2 separate regions of the Callithrix jacchus genome follow, and region 2 is linked to region 1. Evidence: chromatin contacts called from public Hi-C data. All regions are on one chromosome and are shown on one strand. Each heading gives the region's core, a stretch centred on a gene start, on an enhancer-like site or on the middle of the called end of the contact. The rest is flanking DNA. Distances are from core to core; before and after follow the strand shown.

What was found. Hi-C and Micro-C count contacts between places; a contact is called where the count stands out from the background.
Region 2: a Hi-C map of skeletal muscle shows a contact between it and region 1, with 4 times the contacts expected there. The contact joins the promoter of RASD1 here to the enhancer-like site in region 1. A contact is called at or near these places in 2 of 3 Hi-C or Micro-C datasets (induced pluripotent stem cells and skeletal muscle).

Annotation. Positions count from the first base shown.
Region 1 is chr5:69,500,031-69,506,269 of calJac240_pri, forward strand. No RefSeq gene overlaps it. Among named protein-coding and RNA genes, the nearest start is that of PEMT, 61 kb to the right of the region's middle. Within about 2 kb of position 1,746, at least 1 of the 16 cell types and tissues checked has an H3K27ac peak or open chromatin away from gene starts, as enhancers often do. A contact at or near this core is called in skeletal muscle, where this site is marked.
Region 2 is chr5:69,651,330-69,657,110 of calJac240_pri, forward strand. RASD1 (ras related dexamethasone induced 1) reads left to right here and starts at 2,862. Exons shown (of 2, transcript XM_002747874.7): 1 at 2,862-3,355; 2 at 3,547-4,783. The coding sequence starts at 3,070. The coding sequence ends at 4,094.

The DNA of each region.
Region 1 (6,239 bases), core at 496-2,995:
ACACTATCTCAAAACGAAACAAAACTGTTTTCATCTATTAGTCTGGCTTATTGGTAAGCTCTTTCCATATGTAAAGTCTTGTCCTTCAGTTCTGAGACATTTTCTTGACTTATATGATCAATGATTTCCACCTCTCCATTTTCTCTGTTCTTACTTTCTGGAACTCCAGTAATTCAGATACTGGCCCTTCTGTTAGGATCTGTGACATTTTGTTTTTTTATTTTCCATCTCACTTCTTCAATTTTATCTTCTAATCCTTATTTCGAGGTTTTAATTTCTATATGTATGTAAGTGTAAATATATATTACATATCCACCCATATACTGCCCATAAATATGATATATAAAGAATATATAGTATATATTATAAATATATTAATATAAAACATATAAGTAGGTAATTTTCATGGCCTCTTTTCTGTTCTCCGAATATCCCTTTTATCTTACGTTCTGTTCTTGTTTTATGATTGCAATTCTCTTATCTCTCTGAGGATACTGATGAAATTGTTACTCATTTTTGAAGTTTCCTTCTTCCTATAGGGTCTCACTCTGTCACCCAGGATGGAGTATAGTGGCATAATCATAGCTCACTGTAACCTCAAACTCTTGGGCTCAAGCCATCCTCCCCCCTCAGCCTTTCCAGTACCTCCCAGGACTATAGGTGCACACCACTAAGCCCAGCTAGTTTCAAGATTCTTTGGAGAGATGAGGTCTTGCTATGTTGCCCAGGTTAGTCTTGAACTCCTGGCCTCCAGGAGTGATCCTCCCACCTCAGCCTCCCAAAGTGCTGGGATTACAGGCTTGAGCCACCACAACTGGCCCTCTTTAGGATTCTTGAGAACCTAGTATACACTCCATATGTTATGCTGAACATTTACAATTATGCTGTAAGATACATTATCTCCAACTTACAGATTAAAAAAAGATAATCAGTTGGGTGCGATAGCTCATACCTGTAATGCCAGCACTATGGGAGGCCAAGGTGGGTGGATCACCTGAGGTCAGGAGTTCAAGACCAGCCTGGCCAAACATGGTAAAATCCTGTCTCTACTTAAAATACAAAAATTAGCCGGGCATGGTAGCAGGCACCTATAATTCCAGCTACTGGGGAGGCTGAGGCGGGAGAACTGTTTGAATTTAGGAGGCAGTGGGTACACTGAGCTGAGACCATGCTACTACACTCCAGCCTGGGCAACAAGAGCAAAACTCTGTCACACACAAAAATAATAGTAATAATAAAAATAATTGGCCAGGGGCGGTGGCTCATGCCTGGAATCCCAGCACTTTGGGAGGCCGAGGTGGGCAGATCACAAGGTCAGGAGTTTGATCTGTCTGATCAACATAGTGAACCCCCTTCTCTACTAAAAATAGAAAAAATTAGCCAGGTTTGGTGGCACATGCCTGTAATCCCAGCTACTTGGGAGGCTGAGGCAGGAGAATCACATGAACCCAGGAGGCGGAAGTTTCAGTGAGCTGAGATTGAGCCACTGCACTCCAGCCTGGGTGACAGTGTGAGACAGTAAAAAAAAAAAAAAAAAAAAAAAAATCAAAGTTCACCACGTTGCCTTTTTCTGTCTGTTGATTTTGGTCTTTCTTGTCTGGGGCTTTGCCCAGGTTTCGGGTAGCGTCTGGACCCTGCAGAGCACTGCTGACTCACGGCCTCACTCTCGGGTCTGTCAGCTGCTGTGGCAGAGCGTCAGAAACGGGGCGCTCAATCAGCCGAAGCTTGTTTCTCACGTGCTGGAGGCTGGAAATGCGAGACCGCAGGGTCAGCAGAGCTGACTCCTTCTGAGGCCTCTCTCCTTGGCTTGTGGACCGTGTCTTCTCCCTGTGCCTTACGTAGCCTTCCCTTTCTCCGTGTCTGTGCAAATTCCTGCTCCTTATTCGGGCACCAGCCGTGTTGGATTAGGGCCATCCGTGTGACCTCATTCCACCTCAATCCCCTCTTTAAAAGCCGTCTCCACATGCAGCCACATTCGGAGGTGCCAGGGGTTAGGACTTCATCTGGGGGATCTGAGGAGACACGGTGCAGTCTGTAGCACCCCCATACTCCTGAAGCCTGGCTCTCTGGCCTAGGTTCCACTGCTTCCTGGAAATAGCTCCTTCCAGAGTCACCGGCCACCCTCTTGATGTCCATTCCCCCGGAGAGAGGCTCCTCTGTCCTCTAGCTGACTCTCAGCGGCATGTGACCCCATGGCTCACCGCTTCTCCTGAGAGTCTCTGTCATCCGTTGGGTCTCCTTTCAAGCCAGTTTTCCTACCACATCTCTGCATTGTGCTGCGTCCTGGACTTCAAAATTTGGGCAACCCCAGAACCCTGTAGTCTTATTCCTTCAGCTTCACCAAGGCTGTGGGGTCTACTGACCACCTGCCTCAGAATGACACAGGGTAGGTTGGGGGATGCTTGTAAAAAGCCAGATTCCAGATGGGCACGGTGGCTCCCGCCCATAGTCCCGGTGCTTTGGGAGGCTGAGGCAGGCGGATCGCTTAATCGATCCTCCACCATGGCAGCATGGTGACCCCATCTCTACAAAAAATACAAAAATTAGCCAGGTGTGGTGGCGCATGCCTGTAATCCCAGCTACTCTGGAGGCTGAGGCGGGAAAGTCCCTGAGTCCAGGAAGCTGACGCTGCAGTGAGCTGAGATCACGACACTGCACTCCAACCTGGGTGACAGAGTTAAACCCTGTCACCAAAAACATCAAAACATCAACAAAACCCTCAGATTCCCAGGCCACATGTGACGCTGTCTCAGCCAGCATCTCTGGGGGTGGGGCCCAGGATGCTTCCTCTTTAATAAGATCCCTAAATGAATCTTATGCACACTAAATAGTATCTAACATTTGCTAAGCAGTCACCAGGCACCGACCTAAGCCCTGGGCAAATATTAACTAACTGAATCTTCCCAGCAACTCTATGAGATAGGAACGGATTCCTTCCACTTTGGGAAGAGAAGGATGCTCAGAGAGATTCAGTAACTCGCCCAATGCACGGTGCTTATAAATGGCAGTGCTGGGATTTGAGCCCAGGCCACTGGCTTCAGAGCCCATGAATCCACCGCTGTTGGTGTCACAGGGTTCAGATAGTTGTTCTGGGAAACCTGTCAGCCGGCACCTGAACTCTCCAAGCCCTCAGATTTGAGCCCAGGGTCCTGTCACCAGCCCAGACCCTCCCCTGAGGCTGACCCTTCTGTCCCTACCAGGATGTCTCAGGCATCTCCCACCCATATTCTGGACTTATTCTTCATCTTCCTCCCAGAGCACTCCTGCCCCAGGGTTTCCCACCCTGATGAGCCTGACTACTGAGCCACCAATCTGCCTCCCTCCTTTCCCTCCCCTCCCATGTCCCCTCTCTTCTGACCTCCCACTTCCTCAGGCTTTGCCCCTCCTCCCTGCCCCTTCCTATTCCCTTGGCCATGTCCCTTCCCCCTGTTAGCTTTTAAACACACCTCCAATCCCCTCCCCGCATCCCCCTTCCCCCTCACAGTCACTGAACCCACCTCCAATCTCCTCCCCCTGCAACCCCCTTCCCCCTCGCAGCCCCTGAACCCACCTCCAACCCCTCCCCCCACATCTCCTTCCCCCCCGCAGCCCCTGAACCCTCCTCCAATCCCCTCCCCCACCTTCCCCCTCACAGTCCCTGAACACACCTCCAATCCCCTCCCCCCACCTCCCCTTCCCCCCACCGCAGCCCCTGAACCCACCTCCCCTCCCCCACATCCCCCTTCCCCTCACAGCTTCTGAATCCACCTCCAACCCCTCCCCCCACATCACCCTTCCCCCCTGCAGACCCTGAACCCACCTCCAACCTGTTCCCCCACATCCCCTCCCCCCCACCCCCGCAGCCCCAGAACACACCTCCAGTGCCTCCCCCAACACCTCCCTTCTCCTTGGAGGCCCCAGAACCCTTCCCAATCTGCAAAATCTGGCCACTCCGTTTCCCTGCTGAAGAGCCACCGAGGGCTGCACGTTGGCACAGATGAAATCTAAATCCCTTTCCTGGCTGGCGCTCAGGGCTGCATCTAGCCTGTGCTCTTGCCAATACTCTGGGCAGTCTGCGGCTCTCAGAAGCTATCCTGCGCTGGTGCCTTCGGTGCCCGCCCTTTCCCCTGCCTGGGACTCTGTTTCTCCTTTTCTTTGTCGGTAAATTATTATTTTTCTTTTTTTTTTTTTTTTGAGATGGAGTTTCTCTCTTGTTACCCAGGTTGGAGTGCAAAGGCGCTATCTCGGCTCACCGCAACCTCCGCCTCCTGGGTTCAGGCAATTCTCCTGCCTCAGCCTGCTGAGTAGCTGGGATTACAGGCTCGCGCCACCGTGCCCAGCTAATTTTTTGTATATTTTTTTAGTAGAGACGGGGTTTCACCATGTTGACCTGGGTGGTCTCGATCTCTTGACCTCGTGATCCACCCGACTTGGCCTCCCAAAGTGCTGGGATTACAGGCTTGAGCCACCGTGCCCGGCCTATTTTTCTTTCTTAAAAAAATTTTTTTCTTTTGAGACGGAGTCTCACTCTTGTTGCCCAGGCTGGAGTGCAGTGGCATAATCTTGGCTCACTGCAACCTTTGCCCCACAGAATCAAGGGATTCTCCTGACTCAGCCTCCTGAGTAGCTGGGATTACAGGCATCTGCCACCACGTCTGGCTAATTTTTCTGTTTTAGTAGAGACAGGATTTCACCATGGTGGCCAGGCTGGTCTCGAACTCCTGACCTTGGCCTCCCAAAGTGCTGGGATAACAGGCATGAGCCACCCTGCCCAGCCTAAATTTTTAATTGAGGTAAAATTCACAGAGAAGTCGCCATTGTGGCCATTTTAGAGTACAGTTCGGTAGTTTGGGGGATACTCACGATGTTTTACAACTGCCACTATCTAGATCCAGAACCTTTTCATCCCCCTAGAAGGAAACCTGAGCCTCCTGATTCCCCTCGCCGCAGCCCCTGGCAACCATGCATGTGCTCTCTGTCTCTGTGGGTTTGCTCGTCCTGGACATTCCGTCTGAGTGGACTTGTAGGTGACTTTTGTGTCTGCTGCTTTTGCTTCGGAAAATGTTTGCAATTCATCCATGTTGTAGCATGGATGAGGAGTTTGTTCCTTTTTTAAAAATTAGCCAGGCGTGGTGGCTCATGCCTATAATCCCAGCACTTTGAGAGGCCAAGGTGGGTGGATCTCCTGAGGTCAGGAGTTCAAGACCAGCCTGGCCAACATGGTGAAACCCTGTCTCTACTAAAATCCAGAAAAATTAGCTAGGCATGGTGGTGCATGCCTGTAGTCCCAGCTACTACTCCGGAGACTAAGACAGGAGATTCCCTTGAATCGGGAGGTGGAGGTTGCAGTGAGCCCAGATGGCGCCATTGCTCTCCAGCCAGGGCAATAAGAGAATAACTCCATCTCAAAAAAAAATTAATTTTCTTCTTTTTTAAGGCTGAATAATAATCTATTGTATGGGCATACCACATTCTGTCTATTTATCCGTTGATAGACACCTCGGTCGTTTCCACCTCTGGCTCTTAGGACTGCTGTGAACACGCATGTACAAGTTCCCATGTGTATGGGTCCATTCTCCCGGTATACACCCAGGTGTGGGATTGCTGGGTCACGTGGTCAGCCTGTGTTTAGCCTTTTGAGGGTTCAACACACTGTCTTCCATATCGGCTGCTATTTTACACATCCACCAGCAATGCACGGGGTCTCAGGCCCGCATGTCTCTTCAACACATATTTCCCATTTGTTGGTAGTGACCATCCAGTAGGAGGGAAGTGGTGTCTTACTGTGGCAGTTCACACTTCCTTGTCCCTCAAAACTTCGTGCTAGGGCCATCTCCAGGAAGATTTCTCTGACGCTCACCGGGGGTTTCATGGGCTCTGCATCCAGTGGCCTGGGCTCAAATCCGAGCACTGCCATTTTCAAGCTGCATGATGTTGGGTGAGTTACTGAATCTCTCTGAGCTTCCTTCCCCTGTTCCTCAAGTGGGAAGAATCCATTCCTGTCTCATAGAGTTGCTGGGAAGATTTAGTTAGTTAATATTTGCCCAGGACTTAGGTTGGCTTCCCACAGGCTCTGAGGCATTGCTCTGTCCCAGGAATAAGCACTCTTCTGCTGCTGTCTGCATACACACGTCCTCCGTAAGACGCTGAGCTGGTCAATGGCAGGGGGGGCCCTGGAGCTGGGCTCAGCACGAGTTGAATCAGTGATTGCATCCTTGGGCTGCATTTATCAGCTGCTGTCTTGGCCAGACCTTCATTGG
Region 2 (5,781 bases), core at 1,612-4,111, 150 kb after region 1:
CTCCCCTCTGAGCAGGAAAATTTCTGTGCTGCAAGTAAATACTATTTACAGACAGGCTCACAGCCTCCTAAACGATGTTTGTTGTCTCTTGCCCCAAACAGAAAACAGAATTATTTGCTGGAGACAGTGTGGGAGTGTGATGGGCCTGGACATCCAATGCCGGGATGGCTGGCAGGGCCCGGGCGGCAGGCTGGGAAGCCCAGCTGCACATACTTCCTCTGTGTGGGGCTCCAGGGTCCAGAGGGAGTTGTCCCTGCTTATCTTCCAGCTCCCGGCCCTCCCCGGCCTCTCTGATTAGCCAGCCTAGGGCAGGGCCTGGCATAAAGTCCCCAGAAGGAAAAAAGGACACCACCTGCATTAATGAAGAGGCGGGTGGCAGAGGCTGCTTGGGGATAAGGCTTCCTTCGTGCAGTTGGGAGTCTGGCCATGTGGGGACATCAGGAGATGCCACCCCACAGGACTGGTGTAGCCAGTCCTGGGTGTGGCCGAGAGAGGGCCTGATCCCAGTATGTGTTTTATTCTGGCCCTTTTGAAATGGTTTGGATTTTTTAAAAAACCATGAACATTTATTACTTTTGTAATAAAAAGAAAGAGATACACTTTTAAAAGAAGAGAGGAGGGTAGAAACAAGGGGCCTTGCTGCTTGTGACAGTGAGGTACCAGAGGCCACCTCCGTGACAGGAGGCACTCTGGGGCATTCAGAATGGGAACCTGGCATCTGTAGGGCAGACGGCTGTGCACAGATGGTACCAGGAATCACTGTGGCTGAAGACTCAGGCTGGGCCAGTGCCTGCCAGTGTCACTCATGTTCCTGATTTAAGGGGCCAGCCTGGACACTGACCTGGGAAGAGCTGGGCTGTAACCCTTACCCTCAGGCTCTCTACTCATATCAAATGGACTCTCTTGGAACTAGAGTCCCAGGAGGCAAAGGCTGTTTGGGGTCCACCTTGGCCATCAGTCACCCCAAGTTACAGCCCGGCTGCCCATGCAGTGCCGTGTGGGTGGCACAGGAAGGCGGTGCTCAGTCTGGAGGTGATTCAGACCTGTACCTTCACTGAGCCCCCCTATGCACCCTCAACTGGCTCCTTTCTGCAGTGAATACCCGGGACCACTGCACGCTGCAGCCTGCTATCCAGGGCTGGGGCTTCATTCTTCTCCCAGTATCTGGCAGACATACCTCAGATGGGGAGGGAAGGGAGCCTCAGTGGGGGCAGAAAGCAAGAATGGCGAGGCCCCAGCCCCAGGGGCCTGTCAGATAACTCCTGCGTGACACCAGGAATCAGAGCCGGGGGCCACTGACATTTCTTAGATCCAGCTGATGAGCCCTTGGATGTGCACTGTGTGATGTGTGCATTTGAAATATCTGACAGTAAGAGTCAGGCCTGGGAGAGACGCAGGGACTCCGAGGATGGGGGCCCAGCTGGGCTGAGAGGCAAGTAGGAGTGTCCTGTAGCAAGCGCCAGTGCAGGAGGGGCGAGGGTAGGCATGGGGTGGGAGGGTGGCAGCCACCGCACTGCCCACGGAGCACCATCAACTGACTGGTGGGCTGATGGAGCTGGGTAATGGTCCCCTAGGTTTCTCCTAAATCAGACATGGCCAAAGCAAAACACTGAGTGCACAGCCTTGCCTGTAGTGACTGGGAGCAGTGGCTTCCTCAAGCACTCCGGGCTGAGGAGCAGGCTCCAGATACCTTATTGCCAACGTTCAGCAACATCACCCCAGGACTCCTGTTACTGATCAACCTTGAGTGGGCCTGAGTGTACCCCCACCAGGCCCCATGGATCAACACTACTGTTATTGTCACGATTACCCCACCTGCCCTCCTAAACTATTTGCATATTTTCATCCATAATCACAGAACCAGAATCACCATCTTCCAGAAGGGAAAGCTGAGGCCCAGGAGAAGGCAAGAGGCTGTGCTGTGCTCCCAGGGCTCACTGTGGCTTTGAGCTCAGGTTCTCTCAGCTAGACAATGAGGTCGGCCCACGTGCCGCAGAGTAAAGATCCAAAATGCTATGGGGGAGCGGGGTGGGCCCTGGCCCTTCGGGTGGGACGCTGGCTGCAGAGCCCTCCATGCCACAGAGCATCTCTGGCTGGAAGAAAGGAAGCTGAGGCCTGCAGCAGAGCGCGGGGTTGGGGACCGCTCTTGCTGGGTCCCAGCCTGGCGCTCCGAGGCCCCTGCCCCGTCCCTCCCGCTCACCACCCGCCCCGCTCCTCGCCTGTTCCAGCATTGAACGCGGCGCCCGCAGCTTCCCCGCGCCATCGGCCGGGCCCTCTGCTGCCCTCTGGCGGCCTGAGCGCGCGGTGCCGAGCTGCGCGCCAGAGGCCCGGAAACCCGTTGTCAGCCCGGCTTCCGCCTCCCGGGAACAAGCGCCGGGCTGGGGACCGGAGCGGGAGGTGTCTGGGCTATGCTCTGGGGACTTCAATATACGGTCCGCGCAAGCCCCCAGCAAACGCTGCTGCGCTTACTGGGTTACTTACTAGATCTCTCTGGGGAAACTGAGAACCAAAGAAAGTGAGTGTACGCGCGCGGGAGGAGCTGGAAGGGGGCTCCTTGCTAGAGGTCGCAGAGGGTCGGGGCACCGCCGAGACCAGAACCCCAACACCCCTGCGGCAGCCGAGCCCGCGGCGGTGGAAGAGCGGAGTCCAAGCGCCTCCAGCCTCAGCCCGACCCTGGACTCAGTTTCCCCCAGCCCCCGCGCCCAGAGAGCAGGAGCGGGGCAGCGGTCGGCGAGGTCGCAGGGGCCTGGAGCGGGTGCGGGGGAGGCGGGTCTCGCGGGGCGTGACGCACCAAGCTGGGAGGGCCGGGGCGGGGCGGCCACGCAGGCTGCATATAAGGGCGGCGGCCGGGCGCCAAAGCCAGAGCGAGCTGCCTGTGCCCAGAGCCCGGGAGACTCTGAGCCGAGCGCAAACCCAAGCCCAGCTCGAGCGAAGCCGGATCCCCAAGCCCGAGCCGCGCCCAGCCCGAGCAGAGCCCTCCGGCCGCTAACCCGCGCGCCTCCCCAGCGCCTCCGGCCACTCTCCGCCCTTCGCTCGGCCCCGCTCCCGCCCTCGCGGCCCCTCTGCCCAATGAAACTGGCCGCGATGATCAAGAAGATGTGCCCCAGCGACTCGGAGCTGAGTATCCCGGCCAAGAACTGCTATCGCATGGTTATCCTCGGCTCGTCCAAGGTGGGCAAGACGGCCATCGTCTCGCGCTTCCTCACCGGCCGCTTCGAGGACGCCTACACGCCCACCATCGAGGACTTCCACCGCAAGTTCTACTCCATCCGCGGCGAGGTTTACCAGCTCGATATCCTCGACACGTCCGGCAACCACCCGTTCCCCGCCATGCGACGCCTCTCCATCCTCACAGGTGAGCCGGGGGCCGGGCAGGCGCCGGAGGGAAGGGCGGGGAACCCTCTGCCAGGACAGCCCGCGAGCGCCAGTCGCGCGCCTCGCGCTTGGAGAGGCAAGCGCGCCCCGCGCGACCCCGAAGTCAGCCCAACTTGTCCCCTGGACAGCCACCCTCACCTTCTCCTTTTCTGCTCTCTGTGCCCCCTCTAGGAGACGTTTTCATCCTGGTGTTCAGCCTGGACAACCGCGACTCCTTCGAGGAGGTTCAGCGGCTCAGACAGCAGATCCTCGACACCAAGGCTTGCCTCAAGAACAAAACCAAGGAGAACGTGGACGTGCCCCTGGTCATCTGTGGCAACAAGGGTGACCGGGACTTCTACCGCGAGGTGGAGCAGCGCGAGATCGAGCAGCTGGTGGGCGACGACCCCCAGCGCTGCGCCTACTTCGAGATCTCAGCCAAGAAGAACAGCAGCCTGGACCAGATGTTCCGTGCACTCTTCGCCATGGCCAAGCTGCCAAGCGAGATGAGTCCGGACCTGCACCGCAAGGTCTCCGTGCAGTACTGCGACGTGCTGCACAAGAAGGCGCTGCGGAACAAGAGGCTGCTGCGGGCCGGCGGCGGCGACCCGGGCGACGCCTTCGGCATCGTGGCACCCTTCGCGCGCCGGCCAAGCGTGCACAGCGACCTCATGTACATCCGAGAAAAGGCCAGCGCCGGCAGCCAGGCGAAGGACAAGGAGCGCTGCGTCATCAGCTAGGAGCCCCACCGCGCCGGCAGCCACACGACATAAGGAGGACCTTTTTGTTTAAGTCAAATCCAACGGCCCGGCACGCCCCGTGCGCCCCGGGGCCGCGAGCGCGCGGACTGGACTAGCGTCTTCCCTCCCCGCGATCCGCCCCCAGCGCTGGGGAGGCGCCACTGAACCAAGAAGGGACAGTCATCTGCTCTGGAAGGAAAGAGAACTGGCCAAGACTGAGACTACTCCCACCCTCACCCCATCCCATCCCCACAACTTGGCGGGGTGGGGGGCAAGGGCCCTGCCGAGAGTGGCATTGTCTTCTCAAAGACCTAAGAGTGAGTGCGGGGTGGGGGTGATGTGAAGTTATCCAGCCTGTTAGGCTTCAAGAAACCGTCCTGCCCGGCTTGAGGGTCAGGACCCACGGGGCATTATCTTGTCTGTGATTCCGGGTTGCCATGACAGCCGGCAGAACCTGTGCCCTCCCAAAACTAAGGGGGGCTGGGTCAAATCATAGCCAAGTGACTTGTTTACATGTGAGTGAAACTGCACAAAGGAACACAAAACCAAACTTGCACTTTAACAGTAGTTCCGGTGTCAACACGGACACCAACAAAACCTCACCCTGGTATTTGTACTGCGTGTGTGCGAGTGAGGTCTTTATTACTGTTGGTTTTTAAATATACAATAAAATAATTTAAAATGGAAAACCGGTTTTTCTTTGCTTTTAGAGATGGCTGGAGGCGGGAAGGGTAGGGAGAGGGAAGGGGCTGGGCTTTGACTTGTGTGGAACTAGAACTTAACCTTCCTCGGAACTGGAAAATACCCTGCCCTTCTGAAAGCAGCTTTGGCGGCCAGAAAGGCCCTAGGTGCCTGGGGCATCTATGCAGGGGATGGTTCCCTACAAAACCAGGACGAAGGTAAAGGATTTCAGGGTCCCTCCTGGAGATGAACTCTTTCTAGCCACCTACCCGCTTAATTTTCTTTGTGTTTGATGACAAAAGGCCTCATTTTCTAAGAAAACGTTCTGAATTCTCCTTAGCCCAAGGGCCACTGGAACTGTGCCTAGCCATTTTGTCACCAGACTCAGTGTGGGCCCAGGCGAACTCTCAGACTGGGAGGTATCACTCAGGCCCTGAGGAAAGACCCTGAGACCCATCTGGAAGCAGGTCCATCCAGGTGCCCACTCCCACCCCCTCCCTCCAGGGTGCCACCCTGGCAGGAAACAGCTAACCCTTGGGCGTCTGCTCCCTTCTAGCTCCAGGCAGTGCTCAAGCCCAGGAGTGGAGCCCCATGCACCCCTCAGCCTTGCTATCTCCCTCTCATGCCTAAGGCACCCAGGAACACCTCTGTCACTAGTACTGCAAACCTGGGGCAGAGCACCCTCTGCATGGGCTTGCTGTGAGGATTAAGTGTGGTATCTGAAAAGTACTTAGCACAAATGCATGCCACCCAGTAATCCAAATAATTAGTGGCTTTGAGAGGGTGCTCAGCCCTGTGAGGAACACTCAACAATTGTCCTAGAAGGATTTCAACCCTGCTCAGGGAGGGCAGTTCTGGCAGGACTAAACCTCCAGTCACCAAAAGGCACTGGACCCCCACTCCCACCCTGCCACTCCATCAAAGGCAACCACGGATGCCCAGGGGCCCGTGCCAGGCAGGGGCAGGGATGACCTGCCAGGCAAACTCCCCTTGAGGCCAGCCGGGA